2 separate regions of the Rattus norvegicus genome follow, and region 1 is linked to region 2. The links are chromatin contacts, called in public Hi-C maps. All regions are on one chromosome and are shown on one strand. The core of a region is the stretch at or near the end of the contact, and the rest is flanking DNA. Distances in the headings are between cores, read along the strand shown.

Region 1 (2,700 bases), core at 115-2,614, 65 kb before region 2:
CTTGCCTTTAATAGTAGCGCTTGGTAGACAGAGGCAAGCGGTTCTCTGTAAGTTCAAGGCCAGCCTGGTCTACACAGTGAGACCGGGTCTCAAAAACAAAACAACAAAAAACAACTCCTATTGAATCCACTACAGGAAGGGGGGGCGCGGATCACTGTCTGCAAACTAAAGTGACTTGAGCTCCTGTCACAGCCTTTCCAGCAAGGGCAAGCTTCTTTATTAGTTATTTTGTTTGTTTGTTTTTCTTGTAGCTTTTCCCCACGGGGATCGGCACCCAGTAGCTGCCAGTTCACGTGGCCACAGGATGAGTGCTGCCTTGTTACACCCTGGCTGCTGGGGAAAGGACCGGGCGGGCGGGGGAGCGCAAAAGCTCAGTCCAGCTCCGACATCTGTTTCTCATCTCCGTGTGCTGTACAGAGGGGAAGAAAGTCTTTAGCAAGGGGTGGGAAAGGCACAGATTTTTTTTTTAAATCACACGCACACACAAAAAGAAAACTAAAGCAAATTTTAAAAAAATGGACAAGGCGTCTGGGCAGGTTGCGGTGAACGCTTCGTGCGTTGCAGCCCCTGCCACGGGCGGGCTGCGCGCGTGGGGTCCGGGCTGCGGGCGGGAGCGGCCCGCGCGGCCCCGAGGGCGGAGGCGGAGCGGGGGCGGAGGCAGGGCGGGCGGGGGCGCGGCGCCCCGCGATCTGGCAGAGCGGAGGGAGGCGGGGAGCGCGCTTGTCAGGTTCCCTCTCGCCCCGGGGGCATCCAGCAGAGCCAGGCTCGGAAATCCGCGGGGAAATGGCAAACAGGATTGACGGGTTTCTCGCGCTCCTCGCCAGACACAGCGGCTCATTTCCATAACCGTCTGCGGCGGCGGCGGGACCTGCGGGGACCTCGGCCGCCGCGCACCGGGCCACGCCGACAGGGCCCGGGAGGCGCGTGGGCAGCGGCGGCCGCGCGGAGGACGGCGGCGGCTGGAGCGCAGGGCGCGCGGTAAGAGCCGTGACCCTGGGGCGCGCGGGGGCGGGGAGGGTCGCGCGTGGGGCCAGGGCACAGCTGGACACAGCGAGGCGCGGGGGCGGCGCGCGCTCTCCGTGGCCGCGCGCCCTTCCGGGGAGCCGCGGCGCGCACGAGGCGACCCGGGCGGTGGGCGAAGACCCCGTGGGGCCGAGTCCGGTGTCCCCGGGTAGCAATGAGGGTCCGCCTGGGGCCAAGAGGATAGGGAGGAGAGGGCCTGTGGGGCGCAGGGATGCGGGATCCGCGGAACAAGGCGCCACTGCTGGAGCTGACACCTTGTGTCCCCCGCCACCTCCGCGCCTGCCCCTGCTCCGGGCTGCGGGCGGCGCTGTCCTCGGCTCACCTCCCCGCTGGCTGCCAGGCCCACGCCCCCGCCTTTACCAGCCTCCTCGGCCCCGCAACTTTCCCGAGCGCCCCACATCAGGAGCGGGGCACCAAGGTCCACCCTAGCTCTAGCGGCGCGCACAGCGCGGGCGGCAGCAGCTCGGCGAAGGACCAGGGCAGCTGCGGGCTGGAGTGTGGCCCTGCCAGCCGCTGTGAGTCATAGCCTTGGAATCCCACCTTGGCGTGTGTTTCCCATAGAAGGAAACTTGGTTTTTAGAAAGCGAATAATGATAGCCCTTATTCTTCAGGAGAGGCACTGGGTTCCAGCACCTTGGAAGACAACTTGCCTTTGTTCCCAGACACTTGGGCTGTTTACTTTTCCCTGCGGCCAGCGGCTGGCCGGACAGTGCCCTTGGTCCAGGAAAAGGGCTTAAGGGCAGTGACACCAGTCTCCAGGGTTCATCTGTGTGAGACCCTGGATAAGGGAACCATCACATCCCTACACCCCACCTTGGGCCTGGGCCGTGAAAGCTGACCCCAAAGCTCCCAGCGGGGAACCTCTGACCGACTTAGTCCCCCCCCCCACACACACACACACCTGCATTCCCAAGCCCAACACAGACAGAGAACCCTTAACCTCCTGGGATCGCAGCTGGTCATTGCACTTCCCGGAGCACCACAGGGGCCTGCAAAAAGCAACAACTGTCAGGTTTGGGAGGTTGAAGGTTTTTTGTTCTAATCACCCAGCCCCACCTTCCACCATTGGTTGAACCAGCCAAACTGTTGAGATTCTGTCTGGGACCGCATGAAGTCCGTGGGTGGGGAAGTCACTCGGCTCCCCAGGACAGAGCACTGCAGTTCTCTGGATTGCAGAGGTCACCCCATGCTGTCCAGGGTTGGACTCTGTCTTCCAGCAGCCTAGAGGCGCCTTATATAAAACGCTCTGTAATTCCCGGTGTCAGGAGGAAGAAGGATCATCCTTCTTCCGTCATGCTGCTTTATGTTCCGAAGCCCCTGTTAGATTCCTGGCACCCTGAGCCATGGCGGCCACCGCTTTTTAGCACTGTAATGGCTTCATCCGGGAAAACCAAATTGTATAAAAATGCATGCAGGAAGAGCCCTTGGTGGGAACACTCACACTCAGCCTTCAGCCTTGAGAGGGTGCTGGAGGGGCCCTCTACAGCATTACCTCAGTGACCAAGCAGCCCCACAGCATCCTGAGGGCTACAAGTTAGTACGGTAACTCTCGGTTCTAATCCACTCGTTTCTGATCTTAAAACAGAGTCTCTGCAGTTACATCGTTGTGACTGTTTTTCCTGTTAACAGAATACATTTGTAAACTTGGATTCCACAACAGAGGCCCCATGCTAAACA
Region 2 (2,700 bases), core at 68-2,567:
AAGTAAAGCAGTTCTAGAGAATATCCAGGTCTCTGTGTCTGTCAGGACATACTGTGAACACTTTGAAACAGGCTACCATCAGAAATTCCGCCTGCTCCTTCCAGGCAGGGATTCCTTCAAAAACTGATGCACAAAAGCCTTTCCCAGCCCACTGTAACAGCATAAACAAGTTTGAAACAACTTCCAAATCTCTTTTCTATTGTAAGTTCCGTTTATTGAATAAAATAGCAATTCACCACGTTGCAAATCTTACCACTGTCGGATGCCAGTGCTGGCAGAGAGGTTCGAGTGTTTACTGTACTGCGCGCCCAGAGAGACTGCCTCTCGGCAGAGCGGCAGCGGGCAATTCCAAACAGCTGCGAGCCGTAAGCTGAAAGCGAGTTTGGCTAATCTTCCAGGGGGTTATGTGACGTGGCAGAAACTGGTTCCAGATGTCAGAGGTCTTTTCTTTTCTGTCAGGACCTGGATCAGCTTCTGGATACCTGCTGTCAGGCTTTTGGAAAGTGGGTGAGACCATTGTTGTCATCTTACATTTGTAGCTGGCATGATGACCCTGGACCTGAACTTGTTTTTCCGTGAGAAAACTTTCCTCAGCATCTTTTGGGCCTGGTCCAAAGAAAGACACAGAAGCAAAGCCACGGGGTGCGTGTGGAGGTAGATGAGGTTAACACTGCTTCCTCTCATGTTTCCAGAGTTCTTAAGAGCATTTGTTGTTTAGCTGAACTGAATTAATAATATAGAATTAAGCTTGCTTGCGTGGCCTCAGAGATTCATGAATTGGGGGCTTTAGTGGTGGTGTGCCAAGAAGTTACAAGCACACTTTTTCCGTGAATGGCCCTACCCCAGATGGCCATCCCAAAATCTGTGGGTTTTCCCCACTTTGTTTTGAGATAGGGTCTCACTATTTAGCCTAGGCTAGCTTCAAATTCACAATCCCCCCTGACAAGTGTCCCTGAGTGCTGGAATTACAGGTACGAACTCCATGCTCAGCTTTAAAATCAGGATTTTCTAAACCTATCATTGCCCACGGATACGTGGCCATTTGTAACCTAGAATGGGCTGTGAGGGCCGGGAGCCCCCTTATTGCTCCCCTTTGTCTGAGAAACTGTGAGCACAGCCTCTCAGCTGGTTGCCAGGCACATGGGTAGCCGGGCTGTCTGCTTAGGCCCTTCTGTCCTATCTTTGGCACCGAGGTGGGCCTCGCCTGGGTTCCAGCCACCCGGCTGGCTGCTACAGTTCAGATTCCCAGCATTTGGGCCTAATCCCAGTCTCACGCCTCACAAGGAGCTGGCTGGTTCCTGTTAGTGGTTCAGTCTACCCCTAACAGCCAGCACTGTGGCTGCCAAGAGCTCATGAAACCCAATTCCCTCTTGGCCTCTTCTGCCCAGACCCTCCTGGATGGCTTTGTAAGCTTGGAAACAGACGGCGTGTCCCTTGGACTTGTCTGTGGTCGCTTGGGGAAGGGCTCTGTCTGGCCTAGATGGTCTGATTCATAGTGGCCCTTCCCCCAAGCCTCTAGAGCAACTGGCCCTCATCTGGAATTCTGGTAATGCTAGCCCCCTTTTGGAATAATTCCTAATGGCCCTGACCTGCGCTAAACAAAACAAAGAAATCTTATCAGGTGAGGAGGCTTTTGGAGAACTTTATCTGTCTTCAAAATCTTCAAAGTAAAAAGTTCCCAAGAACATTCTAGAAGATCACTTCCCCCCAACCCCCTGCCTTCCAGCAGCTTAGCTCAAGTCAGAGAAGATTTGAGAGATTTACAACAAGGCCTTTTCCAAAGGTGTTGATCTGGCTAGCTTTGAGACCTGCAGAAGAATGCTCTGCCCAGAACAGGCTGGTCTGGTTAGACACAGTTACACAAATGGTCCCTCCCACTCGCCATAGAGACAGACTATAGTCACACTTCTGCTGTGCTTCTTTCGGAGCTGGGGACCGAACCCAGGGCCTTGCGCTTCCTAGGCAAGTGCTCTACCACTGAGCTAAATCCCCAACCCCACTTCTTTTGTTAAGTTGTTCTGCCTGGCTGAGAATACGCGTAGCTGTGCACTTACGTAGTGTCAGGTTAGTGATGTTCAACTGTCAATGGTCTTCAGATGGTTGTTACTCACGAACAAAATTTAACCTTTCAAAACTCCTTTTCTTTGAATAGTTTTTACTCATCAGAATGCTTGCAGAAACCTAGTTTATGAGCTGGCCACCGTCTCCTTGCTACGGAAAATCAGTCAGCAGCTGGTAAGCAGATCCATGCCATCAACAATAACGTTGAAATGCGTGGTCTTCCACTGCTTTGTTTTTTTCCCATAGATAGAATCAATATGAACGTCCTACATCAAGATTTGTGTTTGTCCATTCCCAGCACATGCAAAAGAAATAAAACAGCCCTTCCAACAGACACCTCGATATCCCGACAGCTTTGTTCTTTTCAGGAGACTTTAGGAATAAGTCACGTATTTGATATTATCATTAATAAAAAGTTGTTATGGCTTCAAATCCTCTTTCGGTTAGATTACATTATAAATAAATATGCAATTCACTGAAAATCCGAGAACAAGTGTCTGGGCTTAGTCAGAGGAGCCCTAGAGTGGACGCCTTTCTCTTAAGCTATGAGGGCCTTTTCCCTAATGCTGAGCTTTTCTTTACAAAGGGAGAGAGACGAGGCAGTGGCTGTATGGCTGAGCCAGTTCCTAAGGACCCCTA

Evidence for each region. A called contact is a pair of places that touch in the nucleus more often than the background predicts.
Region 1: a contact with region 2 is called in a Hi-C map of the A7r5 cell line, with 2.7 times the contacts expected there. The contact joins the promoter of Sertad4 here to the enhancer-like site in region 2. A contact is called at or near these places in 6 of 12 Hi-C or Micro-C datasets (the A7r5 cell line, the Rat2 cell line, kidney and 3 more).

What each region holds. Positions count from the first base shown.
Region 1 is chr13:106,897,922-106,900,621 of GRCr8, reverse strand. Sertad4 (SERTA domain containing 4) reads left to right here and starts at 1,364. Exons shown (of 4, transcript NM_001108351.1): 1 at 1,364-1,538. It overlaps LOC108352599 (a long non-coding RNA gene), which reads right to left and starts at 2,542. Exons shown (of 2, transcript XR_001840978.3): 1 at 1,925-2,542; 2 at 1-409.
Region 2 is chr13:106,833,143-106,835,842 of GRCr8, reverse strand. No RefSeq gene overlaps it. Among named protein-coding and RNA genes, the nearest start is that of Hhat, 23 kb to the right of the region's middle. Within about 2 kb of position 1,317, at least 22 of the 93 cell types and tissues checked have an H3K27ac peak or open chromatin away from gene starts, as enhancers often do. A contact at or near this core is called in the A7r5 cell line, where this site is marked.